3 separate regions of the Danio rerio genome follow, and regions 1 and 3 are each linked to region 2. Evidence: chromatin contacts called from public Hi-C and HiChIP or PLAC-seq data. All regions are on one chromosome and are shown on one strand. The core of a region is the stretch at or near the end of the contact, and the rest is flanking DNA. Distances in the headings are between cores, read along the strand shown.

Region 1 (2,820 bases), core at 110-2,609, 140 kb after region 2:
GTGTGGGCCAGAACTGGGCCAGAGATATTTTGCCATGTGGGTAATCGTACAAAGCACATGAACAAGTGTAAATCACACACATAATTTACACTGTGATGATACCCACGACAAATACCATGGTAAATACTATACTGTTCTTGAGCCACACTATAGTATTGTGAATTATAGCGAGGCTACTGTATATTCAAGCAAATGCAAACAACTCTTTGTTATTGAATGCTGCAGCATGCTGTAGTAATAACTATAGTGAACTGATCAATACACTTTATGTGTTTACTACAGTAAACTGTGGTGTGTTGTAGTATAATTAACCCTATAGTTGTAAAAAAAAATATATATATATATATATATATACTACAGTATTGGGTCATTTTGGGGACGGCACAGTGGCTCAGTGGTTAGCACTGTGGCCTCACAGCAAGAAGGTCTCTGGTTTGAGTCTCGGCTGGGTCAGTTGGTGTTTCTGTGTGGAGTTTGCATGTTCTCCCCAGTGTTGGCGTGGGTTTCCTCCGGGTGCTCCGGTTTCCCCCACAGTCCAAACACATGCGCTATAGGGGAACTGATCAACTAGTGTATGAGAGTGTGTGTGTGTGAGAATGAGTGTGTATGGGTGTTTCCCAGTACTTGGTTGCAGCTGGAAGGTTATCTGCTGTGTAAAACATATTTGGCAGTTCATTCCTCTGTGGCGACCCCTGATGAATAAGCAACTACCGGTAAGCCGAAGGAAAGTGAATGAATGTGGATTTTTTTAAATAACTCTACTGAAAAATCCAGCTTAAACCTGCCTAGGCCGGTTGGCTGGTTTTAGCTGGTCGACCAGGCTGGTTTTAAAGGTGTTTTGGCCATTTCCAGGCTGGTTTCCAGCCATTTCCAGCCTGGTCTTAGCTGGTCAGGCTGGAAAATGACCAGCTAAAACCAGATTGACCAGCCTGGTTTAAGTTGGACATAGCTGGTTTTGGCTGGGTTCCCAGCCAGGCTAGGCTGGTCAAGCTGGTTTTAGCTGGTCATGGCTGGAAACCAGTCTGGAAATGGCCAAAACACCTCTAAAACCAGCCTGGTCGACCAGCTAAAACCAGCCAACCAGCCTAGGCTGGTTTAAGCTGTTTTTTCCAGTAGGGAACTATTACTTCTGGCAATAAACAGTCCTTTTTCCACACTCACGAAAATTCTCCGATATTCGTCAAATGTTTTGGAGGTCACAGTAAACACACTCTGTAGTGTACAGTACACACACTTCTGTACAGTAACGAAAGAACACACTCCAGTCCAGTATATGCGCTCAAGTCTCGTCTCCACTGAATCTCGCGAGAGTCCCAGAGTGAAACGCTTGTGCATGCGTGTAAATATCGCGAGAGTGTCAGAGTGATCAGCTTCCGGCGCTGGACTCTCAGCAGAGGTAAAAACACGAGAGAAAACAGAAATCTATGTAGTTACACAGACACTGTTATAATAAAAGTCATTAATAAAAGCGTAACAAAGCTGACATTGCAGGAGCCGGAGTAGTTACTGGCACCGCGAGCTCGCTTTTTAGGACACTTTGCCAAACTCCTGTGCCCACATCAGTAATACTATAGTAATCTATAGTAAATACTGTAGTGTTAATGAACCACCATAGTATAATGACATCTTATATACTGTACATATTATAGTATGTACACCTGTAGTATGAACTAGTAAACTGACAATGAATACTGTAGTGTATACTTTAGTTGTTTACTACACTAAGCTGTGCTGTGGTGTAAGCTACAGCACTGGCTCATTTGTTTATATTACTGTAAGTTAGTTATTATAGCAATTAGAATCACCACAACAGATTCATTCAAGTATTTTACTGAAAACACTGTGGTATTTTACTATAAATGACTATATTCTGTGTGGAGTTTGCATGTTCTCCCCGTGTTGGCATGGGTTTCCTCCGTGTGCTCCGGTTTCCCCCACAGTCCAAACACATGCGCTATAGGGGAATTCATTCATTCATTTTCTTTTCGGCTTTCCCTTTATTCATCAGGGGCCGCCACAGCGGAATGAACCGCCAACTTATTTAACATATGTTTTACGGAGCAGATGCCCTTCCACCTGCAACTCATCACTGGGAAACACCCATACACATTCATTCACACACATACACTACTACGGACAATTTAGCCTACCCAATTCTATAGCGCATGTGTTTGGACTGGGGGAAACCGGAGCACCCGGAGGAAACCCACGGCGACACCTATAGGGATGTTGATGAACTAAATTGGCCGTATGGGTGTTTCCTAGTACTGGATTGCAGCTGGAAGGGCATCCACTGTGTAAAACGTATGCCGGGATAGTTGGCGGTTCGTTCCGCTGTGGTGTCCCCTGATGAATAAGCTGAAGGAGAATGAATTAAAATATTATGTGTGTGTGTGTGTGTGTGTGTGTGTGTGTGTGTGTGTTTCAGATGTCAGACGGGCTCCTGATGGAGGTGTGTGTGGACTCAGTTGAGTCTGCCATAAATGCAGAAAGGGGAGGTACAGTTACACACACACACACACACACACACACACACACACACACACCTTCTATTATGCAGTCAATGGAAACAGCAGTGTGTAATCAGATTGAGAGTGCAGCTCTTTGCACTTTTAGTACGTGTGTGTTGATTGTTTTGTAAGTGTTGTGTGCAGATGTTGTGTGTGTGTGTGTGTGTTCAGGTGCTGCTCGAATTGAGTTGTGCAGTAATCTGCTGGAGGGAGGAACGACGCCAAGCACAGGTCAGCTCACACACACACATACACAAACACACACTCATGCATGCATACACACCCTCACACACATGCATATGCACACACT
Region 2 (3,233 bases), core at 316-2,815:
ACTACAGTATTTATCACTATAGCTAATAATACAGTATACTGAAGCATTCATAAATAAAAAGTTGTAAATATTATAATATATATTTACATGATTATAGTCTATAGTATGGTAGAAAAACACTGTAAGTTAGTATATTAGAGCTGTGTGTTACCTGGTGGACTCTGTGTTTGAGTCTCGGGTCAATATTATAACCGCCGCGGTTCTTCATGGCTCATCCCTCGCGGAGTGTCGACAGTAGGAGATATTATTAATATATCTGTGTTATTATCCACACAAATAAACCTTTAAACGAGGAGGAAGAGCAGCACACGTTTATATTTTCCTCTGTTGCATGTCGCTGCTGCTCTACATGTGCTGAACTGAACAACACACGCTGATCTCCCGCTGCAGAACACACGCGCGACCCCTGCCGGCCTGGAGACTGCACAAATAATAAACAATGTTATATTTACAATATTCATACCCCTGGAAAAATCTGACTTTAAGTAACTTCTATTTAACTAGTAAGTTATTTTTTTATTTTTTATTTTTTTTACCAAAAAAAGACAATATTCATTATCTTTCTCCAAAAAGTATGTACAAAAGTCCTCATTGTGGCTGTTATTTAAATTTCAAGTCAGAATTTGGCTTGGGTATGAATCATTTCAGGCTTTATTATATGTAAAATATGATATATCTATTATATATATCTAATATATAAGTAACTATTATAATTCATACTTAGGGTGGTGACACGTTGCATGTTCTCCCTGTGTTAAAGAAAATAAATGAATGATTAAAGTGACACTTACATAATAATATGACAATAACATAATGTGACTATGCACATAAATACCCAGAACTGCAACATATGCATTGCTCAATATATTGAAATGTATATATTTTTTTCTTTTTTCAAATGTGCAACATAACTAAATCTTTATTCTTCGTGTTTCACGTGTAAATATGTGTACACTATATTTCATGTCATTTAAGTCTATAAAATATCATACAAGATATGAAATGTGACACAAATGCATGGGCATCAGACAGAAAAATAAATAAAAAACTGCATGACAAAAGGGTTTTTTGACATATTTAAATACACAGAAATGTATTTATTACTCATGTTTTTCAATCTATGAAACTTCTGTTTGGGTAATATGACATCACAAAACTAAAACGTGAAAATACAACTGCATTCAGCAATATATAGACAGGCCTCCACAGTCACCAGAGCTCAATCCAATAGAGCAGCTTTGGGATGTGGTGGAACGGGAGATTGGCATCATGGATGTGCAGCCGACAAATCTGCAGCAACTGTGTGATGCTATCATGACAATATGGAGCAAAATCTCTGAGGAATATTTCCAGTAGCTTGCTGAATCTCTGCCATGAAGGGTTAAGGCAGTTCTGAAGGCAAAAGAGGGTCCGACCCTAGTAAGGTGTACCTAATAAAGTGGCCGGTGAGTGTAAATCATTGAGCACATCGTACAGCAGGTGACAGTGTAGTCCGCAAAAACAAAAGGAGCGTGCGCCATGACGTCACATGCCAATGCTATCAGTGAGCGTGCGCGCTCCCCTGCGCTTGCTCACTGGAGAAAATGGCGAATTTGGCAACCAAGCGGCTCTGCACGAACGAGAGGTTTCCAGTTCGCCAGGATTCGGATTGCTGGAGGTCTAAACTCATTCGCAGTGTGGGTAAGAGCAGCGCACTCTACACACAACACCCGCTCAATGATTTTACTGATTATTTACGTTAGTTTCGTTGAAATCTGGCCACTAATACCTGTAGCTAACTTGCTAATAAGGCTAACCGACAGGATCGGACCAAACCACGTTCAATATTTGATCTTTAGCAATAGAGCAATCACAGCAGATCATAAACACGATCATCTGTTGTAAATTTGGTCCATGTTTCGTCAAGGTTTTGTAATTAATCTTCAGTTCTGTGCACTGGCCGGGCTGTGCGCGCTCACGATCGACCGAAAGTTGTTATTGTTTTTAAAGCGCGCTCTTGTTCAGCCGGCCTACAGTCAGATGATGATGATGATGATGATGAATAATTGTGAAAGTGGATGAAAGAAAGTGAGAAGTGTCTCACTTTGGCCGACTGTGATATCACCGGTCTGAAATGACGTCAGTCTGCATTGAGCTGTCAACGTGAAGAGGAGAGAGAAGGTTGTTCTCTAACATAATAATCCTGTCTGACGCCTTTATTAGACATATTTTTAAGCTTTTGTTTGTTTAAACGGTTTGGGATGGGCACACATGAGAATAAACGCGTAAGGCAGGGCGTATTTATAGTGTTTTTGAGCCGAACTGTAGTTAAGTATTTGAGTTGATGTCTGTGTTGTGATTCTACAGTACTATAGTAATAGAAGCAAGTGACCCAATACAGGAGTTAACACCACTGTAGTGTATATTATACTAAAATACACCCACAGTTCAGTTACTGTAATACAAACTACAATATTTCTTATTGTTTATTAGTTCACTGTAGTAAACATGACAGCAGTTTGTTAACTTAACATGCTTCATGAGGAAAAACAACCACAGTGCTTTTGTTTTTCCATTATTTTCTGTGTAAAGCCCAAATTAACACTGCAATTCTGGCCACAATTCTCCTCTAATAAATGAGCTGCGCCTCAGAACACCAAGACCAAACACAATGAACGCAGTGGCTTCTGGAGGCGTGAGACAGATGCTCAAGACAGTTCTGGAGGGAATAATAATAATACTGAAGCACTGTGATGCCGGACTGACAGAGGACTGAGGCCTTTTACAATCAGCACAACAACATCTCACATCTGACACAGTGGAAAGCTGCAAACCAACATTCCATTGTCCATTAATATAAATCAGTGGACTGAAACTGTCCTGTATGACAAGAGGACCGGCTGTGTCTAAACATGATGACAGCATAAAGCAGAGAGAGAATCCGTAGAGCTGCTAGTGTCAGTTTCTGAAAACTCAGGAGGAGGAAGTCACGTTTCAATCATAGTGGTTTTGAAGTTGAAAGGGAAATGACATACTGGATGGCATAGACTACATGCACAGGTTTCACTAACTACTACGTGTGCAATAATATAGACTTCTCCCGATTCAATCCGGTTTTAGGATCAGTAAAAAAAACACTGTCAAATAAAATAAAAGCTCTACAAGCAAAATACAGTCAGAATCAGAAATGCATGCACACAATACAACAAGAATCCAATCTAGCAGAGAGAACATGAACAGCACTTTTCATGCAT
Region 3 (2,933 bases), core at 199-2,698, 190 kb after region 2:
TAAATTACGCATTAATTCTATTTTAATAACGTCTGCAACTACCCCAACACTCTCGCAGAAATGTAAAAACAGTAATGAGAATTGTTCTTATTATTTATATTAAATTATCTATGAAATTGTGATTAAATAATTAAGAAACGGCAGTGTTTCTGTGATGATGTTAGCTTCATGGATTGGGTGAAATATATTTAGCCACACCCTTTCCAAACTATTAATATAGAATATTAAGTAGGAGGGCGGGGCTTTCTTGAACACATCATTACCTCATGTCAGTCATAGGGGCGTGGCTAAGAATATTGTAAATGATGTCATCTGAATAATCCAAATGATGAAGCAGACAATTGAAGACTACTAAAACAGATTAATTGTTAAATTGTTAATTAATCTAAGAATAACAATCTGCACTAGCTAGATAAATGAAAATTTTCACATGGGTGTATTACTTTTAACATGTGTCCTTTTTGCTTTCTATTCTTAGACAAAAAAACTGACCCTCTAATGCTTATAATTATTGTCTTATAATTTTTACATTTATTTTCTGTATAAAAAATCTTATATTTATTATTTTTTAAAATAATTCTATTATATTTAGGAAGCTATGCTAACCTAAAAGCTTCAAGAATTACTTTAGAAAAGAGTCATAAAGAATGATCTTTATACACTCAACGGCCACTTCATTAGGTACACCTCTCCAACTGCTCGTTAACTCAAATTTCTAATCAGCCAATCACATGGCAGCAGCTCACTGCATTTAGGCATGTAGACATGGTCAAGAGGATCTGCTGCAATTCAAAGCGAGCATCAGAATGAGGAAGAAAGGGGATTTAGTAGACTTTGAACGTGGCATGGTTGTTGCTGCCAGACGGGCTGCTCTGAGTATTTCAGAAACTGCTGATCTACTGGGATTTTCACGCACAACCATCTCTAGGGTTTACAGAGAATGCTCCGACAAAGAGGAAATATCCAGTGAGCGGCAGTTCTGTGGGTGCAAATGTCTTGTTGATGAGGCCAGAGGTCAGAGGAGAATGGCCAGACTGGTTCCAGCTGATAGAAAGGCAACAGTAACTCAAATAAGCACTCGTTACAACCGAGCTCTGCAGAAGAGCATCTCTGAACACACAACACGTCCAACCTCGAGGCGGATGGGCTACAGCAGCAGAAGAGCACACCGGGTGCCGCTCCTGTCAGCTAAGAACAGGAAACTGAGGCTACAATTCACACAGACTCACCAAAACTGGACAATAGAAGATTGGAGAAACGTTGCTGCTCTGATGAGTCTCCATTTCTGCTCACACATTCGGATGCTCGACTCACAATTTGGCCTCAACAACATGAAAGCATGGATCATCCTGCCTTGTATCAGCGGTTCAGGCTGCTGGTGGAACGTACAGCAGGATCATCTCTGTGCTGCGTGTATACTAGGGGGCGCTAAAAATTCTGACTACGGCCAAAGAAAACCACAGAAGAAGAAGTGGAAACGAAGAAGAGTGTGCGGGAGGCTGGGCATGTTGGTTACATGACAGGTTTTGTAATATATTATTTTCCAGTAAATAACAGCGCTGGTGTATCTGTGAGCACGGGATCATGATGCTGCTCAGGCTGGCCATGTGTCGCTGTCAGGCGGCGAGAAACTTACAGCAGATACAGGTACAAACACACACTGACATCCGTACAGTCACAAACCGCTGAATTAATTAAACATAATAATTATAATAACACAATTATACATTAATGTCCAGCAGCACACACCCACATCAGTGTCTGGAAATATGAATGTAGAGTGTGTATGACGGCTGAACTCATGTCACGGGTTTATAATGCAGTTCATAATGGAGTAAACATGTCAACTTGACCTTGTCTTGATGAATATATTTACTTATACTACGTTTTTAAACTACTGTTGACTGTTAGAAACGTCCTATAGTTCTATTAGCTATATCAGTCATACACTACACCTTTATTATCATCATTATTAATGGCCTCGTGATATTAAAATAAAGTTGTTTAGATGTTAGTATCAATGTGTTAGTGTTAAGGATAGCTATAGTCTAGTGTCGCCAAAAGAGTGATTTAAATTACATTTAGAAGATTTAAACATGATTTAAACATCCAAAGTTTGCAGTTTATTTATTTATTTATTTATTTATTTATTTATTTATTTATTTGTTGCATAACAAGAACTATAGCATACAAAAAAAGGAATAGCGTTTCCATGCTTACAATTTTTTCACATCAAAGGAACAAATCAGTAGAGAATAAAAAACTAAAAATAAATAAATATATATAATATATATATTATAAAAATTACAATAAATTCACATATGTAAAAGATTCCAAATTTGCATACATCCTTATAGCTTTTTGGGGATTTCGATATAATTATGCTTAGGATCATTCATTCATTCATTCATTTTCTTGTTGGCTTAGTCCCTTTATTAATCTGGGGTCGCCACAGCGGAATGAACCTCCAACTTATCCTGCAAGTTTTTACGGAGTGGATGCCCTTCCAGCTGCAACCCATCTCTGGGAAACATCCACACACACATTCACATTCATACACTACAGACAACTTCCCAATTGACCTGTACCGCATGTCTTTGGACTGTGGGGAAAACCCACGCGAACACAGGGAGAACATGCAAACTCCACACAGAAACGCCAACTGAGCTGAGGCTCGAACCAGCGACCAAGCGACCTTCTTGCCTACCTACTGTGCCACCGCTTCGCCCTGCTTAGCATCAATTTTAACAAATAACTATTAGGCTTCTCATTGGACTATATTTGTTTGTGTACATGATACATCCCATATATTATCATGAGGTTAATCAACACATTTTGCTTCAAAGTTATGTTATTATTATTGTATATTGTTACGGTCCCCTCGTTTGGGTCGCAACATAAAAGAGCTCAGACAACAAAAGGATCTATATGCA

Evidence for each region. A called contact is a pair of places that touch in the nucleus more often than the background predicts. HiChIP or PLAC-seq counts read pairs in DNA pulled down with a chosen protein or histone mark.
Region 1: a contact with region 2 is called in an H3K4me3 HiChIP or PLAC-seq map of embryo, with 2.2 times the contacts expected there. The contact joins the promoter of cutc here to the promoter of wu:fc17b08 in region 2. A contact is called at or near these places in 2 of 4 datasets of contacts at active chromatin or transcription factors (embryo and gastrula embryo).
Region 3: a Hi-C map of hematopoietic stem cells shows a contact between it and region 2, with 3 times the contacts expected there. The contact joins the promoter of cox15 here to the promoter of wu:fc17b08 in region 2. A contact is called at or near these places in 3 of 18 Hi-C or Micro-C datasets (caudal fin, hematopoietic stem cells and an unstated tissue) and 1 of 4 datasets of contacts at active chromatin or transcription factors (embryo).

The regions. Positions count from the first base shown.
Region 1 is chr13:564,743-567,562 of GRCz12tu, forward strand. It overlaps cutc (cutC copper transporter homolog (E. coli)), which reads left to right and starts at 1,360. Exons shown (of 9, transcript NM_001006046.1): 1 at 1,360-1,396; 2 at 2,429-2,498; 3 at 2,682-2,741. The coding sequence starts at 2,429.
Region 2 is chr13:425,441-428,673 of GRCz12tu, forward strand. wu:fc17b08 reads left to right here and starts at 1,566. Exons shown (of 7, transcript XM_678958.10): 1 at 1,566-1,680. The coding sequence starts at 1,584. It overlaps nvl (nuclear VCP like), which reads right to left and starts at 336. Exons shown (of 23, transcript NM_213484.1): 1 at 152-336. The coding sequence starts at 208.
Region 3 is chr13:612,246-615,178 of GRCz12tu, forward strand. It overlaps cox15 (cytochrome c oxidase assembly homolog 15 (yeast)), which reads left to right and starts at 1,449. Exons shown (of 9, transcript NM_201206.2): 1 at 1,449-1,647. The coding sequence starts at 1,585.